Regions from separate parts of the Mus musculus genome. Here region 2 is linked to region 1. A link is a contact called in public Micro-C data. All regions are on one chromosome and are shown on one strand. Each heading gives the region's core, a stretch centred on a gene start, on an enhancer-like site or on the middle of the called end of the contact. The rest is flanking DNA. Distances are from core to core; before and after follow the strand shown.

Region 1 (5,166 bases), core at 1,100-3,599:
ATTTATTGAAAACCAGAATACACCTCATACAAAAGAAGTTAGAGAAAATATGGAATAGTCCTAATCAGAGCTATGTGAGCAGTGAGTAAGCTGAAAGATGTCTTGTATTTCTTTGTAGAAAGGTCAGATACTAATGGAAACTGAAGGGCTGATTCTACAGTTCACACATAAGGTACGCGTAAGAGCCAGGCTTTTCTGAGAAGGGAGCACGCGGTGTCTACTCTAACAGATCCCAGAGGACGAGCCGGCATGATAGACAGAACAGAGCTGAGGACCGGAGACAGACTGGCTGGAGAAACCACTGAATATAATGCAGCCTTATACGAAAGTGGAAGAAAATACATTGCGTGTTCAAAAACAGAATTAAGAAAACATTCAGTGGAGGGAAGACAAACACTCTTTCCCATAACTATGAAAAAAAAAAAACCTCTATATGGTTTAAAGAATTAAAAACAATGTTATAAATGTATTAGAATGAGAATATGGAAGGAAATTTTGCATACTTTATGTGGGAATAGAATTTCAAGGGAATAAATAAAATCTAGAAAATGTAAAGGAAAATATTGAAAACTTTGACTATTAAAATTGGAATGTTCTGCTTAGCAAAAGACACAAAATTAATAGATAATTGACAGAAAAGGAGTTGTTTGTAATTTATTCTGTAACATGTTTGACAAATTATATCAACACTTCATGCTTATGAGTAACGATTGCAAATCAGGAAGAAAAAATAGCCACCAGATGGAAACATGTAGTATGTACGTGTGTACATGTGTCTATCCCTATCCACACATGTATATTTATTGACAGGAAACTTTCAGGAGAAATATATATTAAATAGTTATAACAAGGAAATTTTAAATATGATGGTAAAAATTACATATATATATATTATCATTTATCAGATTATCAAACACTAAATGAATTAATATGAAATGTGAACAGTGGAATTGTAGCTTCACAAAATGGACCACACAGGCTGTGTGATTTGTGCATCTTTAGACACATATAACAATAGTAATCAAGGAAAAGGAACCCATAAATTTGAGAGGGAGGGGTCATGAGAGAGGCTCAAGGGAGGGGACACAGGAAGGAAAGAGATGAGAGGAGAGAAAGGGTCATAATTATATTTTAATTAAAAATATATATTTAAAAATGTTTAAAGGTGAATACATTTACAGAAAAAGTTCCAAAGTAGAAGCTTACATTAAGGGCAATATTTAGGGCTGCATTAATTCTGATGTTTATTAATATTAACCACATTATTTAATGTTTTTAAAACACAGGCAAAACCAGAGAAATATTAACAGAAACTGACTTAAGACCGGGCAGTGGTGGCACACGCTTTTAATCCCAGCACTTGGGAGGCAGAGGCAGGCAGATTTCTGAGTTCGAGGCCAGTCTGGTCTACAGAGTGAGTTCCAGGACAGCCAGGGCTATACAGAGATCGAAAAAAAAAGAAAGAAAGAAAGAAAGAAAGAAAGAAAGAAAGAAAGAAAGAAAGAAAGAAAGAGAAGAGAAGAGAAGAGAAGAGAAGAGAAGAGAAAAGAAAAGAAAAGAAAAGAAAAGAAAAGAAAAGAAAAGAAAAGAAAAGAAAAGAAAAGAAAAGAAAAGAAAATGACCTAAGGCCTGAATGTTCAGGTGTCAGTAAATAAGGGCAAATTTTCTTGAGAAAGCAAAAGGACCCGGGCTCTCGAAGGCCTTGGTGACAGGCCTGGCATTGGCTATGTAAAAGGAGAAGAGATTAATGCACCCACATGTTATAAATACATTCATGAATAGAAGATTCTCTTTCAAATGTCTTCCTTTCACGCTATGATTTTCTGAATGGTTCATCACAAACCAGCAATAAGAGTTTGCTGTCACAGGCTCAGAAGCATCACACTTCAGCTCTCCATGTCAGGCAAAGTTCACACAAAAGATGAGCTATTAATAGATGCTGGGGTGATTTGCCCCAACTGTTTAGGAAGATAATCTCCCATTCAAGCAGGACAGGTCCAAGAGGTGGATGGAAACACATCTCAAGTTCACTTAATTTTCAAAGCAATTTGCCAACATGACAACAGCTTCAGACAGATATTAAATCCTGATTTGAGGTACTCAGTGTATAAACTTTCCTACTGAACTTTGGAGTTAAAATCAGATTTTTAAAAAACTTCATTTCATATTTTATTTCCATTTTCAATTTTCTCTTTCCTTCTTCGCGTCTAAAACCCACTAAGCTGTTTAAGACTGTGGAATGCTTGCAATTCCCGCCATCCCACAGAGAAGGATTATGTTCAGTGGAACCTTTGTGTCCTCTGTAAAGTCAATCAAGATGACTCTCTGAGAGCATGCACGGTTCTTTTCCATCCCCAGTGAGTCAGTGCTGAAAAGAAATCAAATACTGACCACAGCACCTCGAGTTCCCCTGGCACCCTTAGGGCCATTTTCCCCAACGCTTCCAGGGGGTCCTCTGCTTCCAGCTTCTCCCGTGGGTCCTACTTGTCCTTTATCACCCTGTGGATGACATTAATGTGACTGAAATTAAATTTATTAACTCATTTAACTATACCATATGCTCGGATGACTCAGAGGACATGTGGCAAGCAGAATTCTCTGGATTACTCTTATCGCTACAGCCCGTCTTGTTTTGTGAGGCGGGGCCTCACTGGGTATCTCTGATTGGTCTAGAGCTTATTATGTAGACCAGGTTGGCCTTGGCTTGTGGGTGAGCCTCCTGTTTCTGCTGCCTGACTGCTGGGATTACAGGTGTATGCTATCACACACGGTTTAAATTTGTGTAAATTATTAATTTTGCTTCAAGTTACCAATACCACAGATTATCATTAACAACAATAAGTTACCATTGCATGTTATTTAGACCTAATAAAGAGTTTCAAAAGAGATGAAAAGGGCATTTAAAAAACAAAAACAAACAATCAGTAACTATAGCGTGCCCAGGAGGAATCCTATGTAACCAGCTTTCAAACATACTTTGCTACATACATGTCTCGCTTTTGATGTGTGCATTGTAACAGTGAGAAAACAGGCCTCCAGAGGTGCTCGTTTCTACTTCGGCCTCCCAGAGGTCTGCTGCAAGCAGGGAAGAAGTGAGCGTGCAGATCTGGACTTTGCAAACTTTGCTTACCAGTTCAGAGCAAGAACCCACACTATTTCTTGTATGACTTCCCATGTTTTAGAAACCTGCATGGCTTCTCTCTGGCACCACAACACAGGTGTTCATAAGCACCTTCCTCTTCTCACAACAAGAACCTGCCAGCTTTACCACTGATGCTCAAGGTGGGGAAAACACAGCAAACCTGGAATCAGGCAGTCAGAATCCTTGAGGCATCCCTGACCTCTCATGGGTTTTATTTCACTTTCCTAGGGGAGAATGGGTTGTTGTAAAGAGGCAGTCACACTGCCTCTAATGCTGATTTCACTATGGGTTTCTGGTGCTTCCTGTGGTGTGTGTGTGTGTGTGTGTGTGTGTGTGTGTGTGTGTGTGTGTGTCTGTCTGTCTGTCTGTCTGTCTGTCTGTCTGTTTATGTGAGAGCATATTTTTCTCTCTGAGTGCTTTCATGTATGAAAATGTATCTCTTTGTGTGTACTGTGTGAATGTCTCTCCTCTCTCTCTCTCTCTCCCTCTCTCCCTCTCTCCCTCTCCCCCCTATCCCCCCCTCTCTCTGTTGCTTTGGACTAAATCCTTCCAGGCAATTATAAGACTCCCCAAACCAATACTGATGAGAGCTGCATTATCATGCATCATGAAAGAGACTTCACGATGGCGGTATTTTCACAGTTAGAGATGGTAGTTAAAGCTTTTCTTGGCTTTCTATTGACTAAAACTGAGACCAGTGGCTCAGGTACAGAACTGGACTTTTGGGGAAACACACATTTAACTTAAAGCTAACCGTGTGAATGTGTAGTTGACAGTCGCAGTCTGTTAGAAAAACTGTTACCATACTTCACCAATACTGAGACAAATTATTGATAAATACAAAGAAGCATTTTGATAGTAACATATTAGGATCATACAAATACATCAAAGATTTTGATTGTTTGGAAAAAGACAAAGTAAGCCAGTAAAAAAATGTTCTTGATTTCTTTTTTTTTAACATGAGAAAAGTAATAAAAATCAAACTTTCCAATTAAGAAACCATTTCTAATTAACCTAGAAAAAATAATAATTCCAATATTTCCCCCAAATACTCTACTAAAATTGTTTTCAAACAGCCCAAATGAAATGATATTTTTGTTTTATATCTTTCCTTGTCCGCGCTTTTTTGGTAAATAAGAACCAAAAGAAAGTTTGACTTCCAAACTATAAAGAAGAAAATGTGTCCTTAGACAATGACAGTAATATGCACGCCTATTGAATTAATCGTCTGCTCTAATGACACATTTATGAATCTTTACACTTTATGTCTAATGCAAATACAAGCATCACAGTACTCTGTAGATCTCTAGGCAGGAGAAGGAAGAAAGCCCACACGAAAAGATGTAAAAAACAAAAAATTACCTTTTTCCCTAGTCGACCTCTTTGTCCCGGGGTTCCCACAATTCCTTCAGGTCCCTGATCATTCGATATAGAAAAGAAATAATGATTAAAGAAAAAGCCTGAGGTTTGAATACCTCTATCAGATAATAATTAAAACAAACACTAAATATCAAACAGAGGTTATTTTTCAACACTGTTATGTGTATAGTTATTTCTCACATGGGCACAATGATTAAAGGCAGAGTTGTTACCAAGCTATAAACTTAATATGCACATGTGGTCAACATAAACTTTAAACTGTTCTCTAGGAAGGAAATCTCCTGGAATCCACCCACTGTAATTACTGTGAACGTGATGAAGGTGCACCCCAGTGTATTCTAGTGAGCTGCACTGAGCTCAGCATTTTGTTGAAAGAACGAGGTTTAAAAATATATCTACATGGCCAAGGCAAGTCTTAAAATACTACTGAAGTGGAGAATAAAAAGTAGATGAAAAGAAAGGAAAAGGAAAGGCAGGGAGAAAAAGGGCTGTCACAGTAAACTAAAATAATATTTTAATTTCAACTGGTAATTTGTTTACTTTGCAAAATCGAGCTTTTAAAGGAAGAGTAGGGTACTATATGGAGTTTATATCAACAATGGGCAAGTGTAATCAATAGTGGGCCGGGCTGCCAGTCCTAAAAT
Region 2 (5,166 bases), core at 1,990-4,489, 100 kb before region 1:
AATGTATTTTTACTTTATGTGTCTGCCCACATGAATGTGCATCCTGTGTGTGCCTGGTTCTGCTGGAGGCCAGAAGAGGGCGTTGGAGCATCTAGAACCAGAATCTCAGGGGTTGTACATCTCTGTGTAGCCCATGGTTCCCTGTAAGACCGAGTGCTCTCAACTGCTGGGCCGCCTCTCCAGGCTCTAGGCATTTTGTGTTTTCTTTTCTGAGAACAGGTCAAATGTAGCCTTGCCTGGCCCGGAACTCAGAGACTCACCTGCCTCCATCCCAAGTGCTAGATTAAAGGCGCCATTACGCCCCACCTCCCTTAGTCTCATGTTTACTCAGAATGCTTGGAAACTCTTACAGGTTTCCCTCATCCCTCCTTACTCACCGTGCTTCGGTTACCCTGCCCTGCTAATCCCCGGAGCACAGGCGTCCTGTTCCCAGCCTGCGTCTTTGCACTTCTGAGTCAGTCTTGCTATACATTCCTCCTGAATGCCGAGTCTGTGCCGCTTCTGCCTATGTTTCCACTCAGAGTTTCCCTCTAAATGTCTCCAACTGTCCACTTCATACCATTAGGTCCACTGCCTATCTGTCCCGTCTCAGGAAAGCTCATCTCTACCACTGTGCTGATAATCACACTCTGCGTAGTCCATGCCCCTCAAGCACCCTGTTCTCTTTACTCTCTTGAACCATCTTAACTTCCTCATGCACTTACATCTGTAAGAAATTCTATCTGCTGCTCTATACCTCCCAACTCCCCCACTCAACTACCTCCCCTCTACAGTACAAATGCCTGAGGGTAAGTACTTGGATCCATCTCAAATAACCAGAATAGCCCCACAGCGCAGTGACCACTTGATACAACTGAGAAATGAATAAACTGGGTGGAAGAGATCTGAACTTGAAAAGATTAGAAGAAATACTTACATATTTTTTGCGCTTTGGTCTTTTCAAGAAAGTATCTCTTGAAACCTTGTCTGCCGTTCTTGCCACGTCTTCCAAAAATCTATAGTCTTGTAATTTCAGAATGGACAAGTTAACGAGTGACACGGTGCCAGTGGCCAGAAGGCATCCCTGGGTGGTGCACAAAGTGACTTACCACTCAGGAGATTCATCTCAGTAAACTGCTGCAGCGACACATAAGCGGTCTTATCCCGGACTCCACTGCACGTCAGGTCAGCTTTGTGTTTCTTTACACAGGGCAAACTGAAGAAACAAACAGGAGGCAGCTCTGTACCTGAAGTCAGAGTGCACACAGGCAGGGAGTGAGGTAGGAAGCTACATATCTACCTGCAGGAAAAGCGCATGCAGCGTGGACATCTGTACTTCGCTTCTTCTGTCCCACAAGTCTCACACCTGTAAGAGTGCACCTGAGACTTAACACGCAAAATCAACTCTATGTATGTCCTTCCGGTCTTAGAATTTGGACTCAAGGGCATTTCACAGTTTACAGGCAGGTAGTCAAAGCAACTCTGATAAAGTATATGATAGCTGCTATTGGAAATCATGAAAATGTTTAAAAATGACATTTACAATGACGTGCAATTCAAGAAAACTGTATGAAAGAAGTCACTGGCCCGCCCATTTTTTTCTACAGGACTTAAGAGAATAATATGAATTGCTGATTTTTGTAGACCAGGCTAGGCTGGCCTCAAACTCAGAAATCCGCCTGCCTCTGCCTCCTGAGCACTGGGATTAAAGGCATGCGCTACCACGCCCAGCGATTTTTGAAATTGTGATTCATGGAGACTTTGTGTGTGTCTAGAAGTATAATCCATGAGCTACATATGAGTATTTTAAAAACATATACACCGGAGAAACAAGGAAGGATGAATCCCAGACTGGCAGCAATGTGTGCCCTTTCCCCAGTTCCACAGCGAATTCAGAATGAACACCCAAATAATGGTATGATTCATCTGTCCTCGGTCTTCTAGGGTCTGGTGATACTGAGAACCAAAGTGTACCTGGTACCAGTCAGTTCTATCAGCTCAAGGAGTTTGAGACTGAATCTGACCACAATCTGATCTTCTGTACTGTCACATGAGCACATTAAAGAGACTACATCCAAGAAACGAACATTCATAGGAGCCCGGAATAAATTCAAGAGTAAGTTGACATGTGTCTATTAGTCTACCCACTTGCTGGTTTTTGGTTTATATTGGATGGCGCCTCTAATCCTATTCTCTCTAAAAGAAAGACTGCGAAAGCGTTTCTTATTTAACAAGCTCTGGCTCCACAAAGGCCTTCTGATGCCCAGAATTTTCACTCCCTAACCTGGCCATACCCTTCTGGACACAGTCACATCACACTGTGTCCTCGAAAGCGTCACGCCCAACCTGAACTTCACCACTCAGACTTCAGGGACCCACGTCACGCCTGGTTTAACTTACCTCACTTTCTGCTGTTAAGGACTCGTCCACCCAGTAGTCTATTTCCCATCTGGGTTTTCTCCCCGCCCTACCTTGACAGAGCCAATTTCCTCTTGCTGCCCACTCGGGGGTTCATCTGGGGCTCTTCCTTCACCTTCGCGTCTTCCATCGCTTCGCTCTTGAGGGAACCCTCTTCTTTTATAGGCGCTGCATCCATCACTTGCTCTTCCTTTACGTTCTGACCAACAAACAACTCCTGTTTTATGGTCAAGTCCTCCTCCTTCACTTCTTCCCAGTCCGTCACCTCCTCCTTCACCTTCACCTTCTCTTCCTTCACTTCTGGCTCATCCACCTCCTCTTCTTTCACCACCAGGCTACTATCCGCCTCCTGCTTCACTTCCAACACGCCTTTCTCATCCTTCACCTCGGGCCCGCCCTCCACCTCCTGCTTCACCCACTGGCTGTCCGCAACACCACTGTCTAAATCCGACCAGTCTACTACTTCCTGCTTCACCACAGCTAAGTCCATCTTTATCTCCTCCGCATCCTCCGTGGTCTTAGTTCCTGCCAGTCCGTTCCTCTCCTCTCCATCGCCAGCTTCTGGGCTCCCGTCTAAGTCCCTGGCTCCCTCCCCACCAGCCGCAGGCCTCGGCCGCGCCCCCTCCGCTACCCTCTGGGAACCTCCTCCCGGAGTCCCTTCCTTCTCAGCTGCAGATTCCATGAGCTCACGAGCCTAGGCCGAAGCTGCCACTCCGTTCTTCACGGTGGCACCACCAAGCCAATAAGAGAGATTACCAAACGAACCGCCGACAGCGCCACACGTGCAGCAAAGCAGCCGCGGCAAGCTCTGCACGCCTGCGGGAAGCCGAGCTAGCCGTAAAGCAGCTGTTCCGGCCACGACTCTTCACGACGTGTAGCGTTCTTTACGGCACGGCGGCTTTCCGGCCCCACTCCTTAAAGCCAGGTGAGACCACGCCCACCAGGACTCCCACCCAGGGGCGGGGATCTTGCCACATCCTTTCTCAGGCGCTGAAACTGCTGTCTTGGGAACTGGAATTATTGTCTCAAATAAGTGACCCACTTTAATCAGTATTAAGGATTAATTCTAATAATGCATGGCAATAGATACAGACTCCCATGTTCCTCCAAAGTTTAGACTGTATAAAGCGGTGGTTCGTAACCTTACCAGTGGTGTGGATCTTTATGTTCCTCATGTTGTGGTGACCTCCAACCATAAAGTTATTTTTGTGTCTACTTCATAACTATAATTTTGCTACTGTTATGAATCGTACTATAAATACTCCTGGGGGGTGGGTGGAGAGGGGGAGCAGAGGTTTAGCAAAGAGGTCGCGACCCACAGGTTGAGAACCGTTGGTCTAAGGTTTCTTCACTGTATACTAGGGACCAGGACATCCAAAAACGCCTTTAATCCTAGCATTTAGAAGCCAGAGGCAGGAGGATCTCTGTAACCTTCAAGGCTAGCCTGGTCTACATAGTAAGTTCCTAGGGTCAGGGCTGTTTCAAAAACAAAACAAATAGGAGAAGGAAAAAGAGGAAGGGGAGGAGAGACACTCTCATCTGCTCCCACAAAGATTACATGAAACTATGCATGGGAACCAACTACAAAAAGATCTACAGCCGGCAACTGAAACGCTGGCTGTCACAGGGTAATTGTAGCCCCTAATATCCGTATAGTGAAGCACTATACCCCAATACCTCAGAATTTTGACTATATTCGAAGACAAGGCTTTTAAGGGCATAACACTTAAAATAAGGCCTTTGGCTGGGCCCTAGCCCAATCTGACTGGTGGTTTTTTGTTTTTGTTTTTTTGTTTTTTGTTTTTTTTTTTTTTTTGTTTTTTTTTTTTTTGTTTTTCGAGACAGGGTTTCTCTGTATAGCCCTGGCTATCCTGGAACTCACTTTGTAGACCAGACTGGCCTCGAACTCAGAAATCCACCTGCCTCTGCCTCCCGAGTGCTGGGATTAAAGGCACGCGCCACCACGCCCAGCTCTGACTGGTGTGTTTAATAAGAGGGAATTTGCATATAAGTGGGATGGATGCACGTAGAGAAGGGTACTGAAATGTGAGAAGTCATCGGTTTGCCAACCAGGGAAGCCTAAAAAGGCAGAATCTCTGACCTTTGACTTTTTCTATAGCTTCTTGAAATTTGAGAAAACAAAAAAAAATGTCTATTCACCCCAGGAAGGAACTGACAACAGACCAAAGGATTCCACTCAAGTCCAACTTGGTGAGCTGGTGATTGTATTGAGGTTATTTACAGAAGTGTCATTCGTACTTCTACCAATAACATTTGTGTTCTAATTAATAGCGGAAAAATACTGTCTATATATACCATGCTTTCTTCATTTGTTAATCTATTGATAGATACATAGGCTGATACCATATCTTGGCTGTTGTGAATAGTGCTTAATCAGCATGAATGGGCAGGTTTCGTTTTCCTTCCTTCCTCTGTCCCTCTTTCCCTCCCTCCCTCCCTCCCTTCTTTCCTTTCTTTCTTTGAGACAGAGTCTCTTTGCATAGCTGTGGCTGTCCTGATGAGTGTCCTCATCAGCTTTGTAGACCAGGCTGGCCTTGTTCTCACAGAGATCCACATGCTCTAATGTGCAGGGATTAAAGGCATGTGTCACCATGGCCAGTTTTTAATAATAATACTCTATAAATTTATTATTATTATTATTATTATTATTATTATTATTAGTTTTTTTGAGACAGGGTTTCTCTGTGTAGCTCTAGCCCACATGGAACTCACTCTGTTGACCAGGCTGGCCTTGAACTCAGAGACTTG

Evidence for each region. Hi-C and Micro-C count contacts between places; a contact is called where the count stands out from the background.
Region 2: a Micro-C map of muscle stem cells shows a contact between it and region 1, with 6 times the contacts expected there. The contact joins the promoter of Znhit6 here to the enhancer-like site in region 1. A contact is called at or near these places in 1 of 39 promoter capture datasets (the 3T3-L1 cell line), 2 of 484 Hi-C or Micro-C datasets (muscle stem cells and nephron progenitors), 1 of 115 datasets of contacts at active chromatin or transcription factors (cardiomyocytes) and 1 of 9 other capture datasets (adipose tissue).

What each region holds. Positions count from the first base shown.
Region 1 is chr3:145,471,499-145,476,664 of GRCm38.p6, reverse strand. It overlaps Col24a1 (collagen, type XXIV, alpha 1), which reads right to left. Exons shown (of 60, transcript NM_027770.3): 38 at 4,505-4,558; 39 at 2,392-2,499. Among named protein-coding and RNA genes, the nearest start is that of Gm35133, 82 kb to the right of the region's middle. Within about 2 kb of position 2,349, at least 11 of the 459 cell types and tissues checked have an H3K27ac peak or open chromatin away from gene starts, as enhancers often do. A contact at or near this core is called in muscle stem cells, where this site is marked.
Region 2 is chr3:145,574,281-145,579,446 of GRCm38.p6, reverse strand. It overlaps Znhit6 (zinc finger, HIT type 6), which reads right to left and starts at 3,239. Exons shown (of 10, transcript NM_001081094.1): 1 at 2,451-3,239; 2 at 1,280-1,345; 3 at 1,089-1,195; 4 at 917-1,002. The coding sequence starts at 3,079.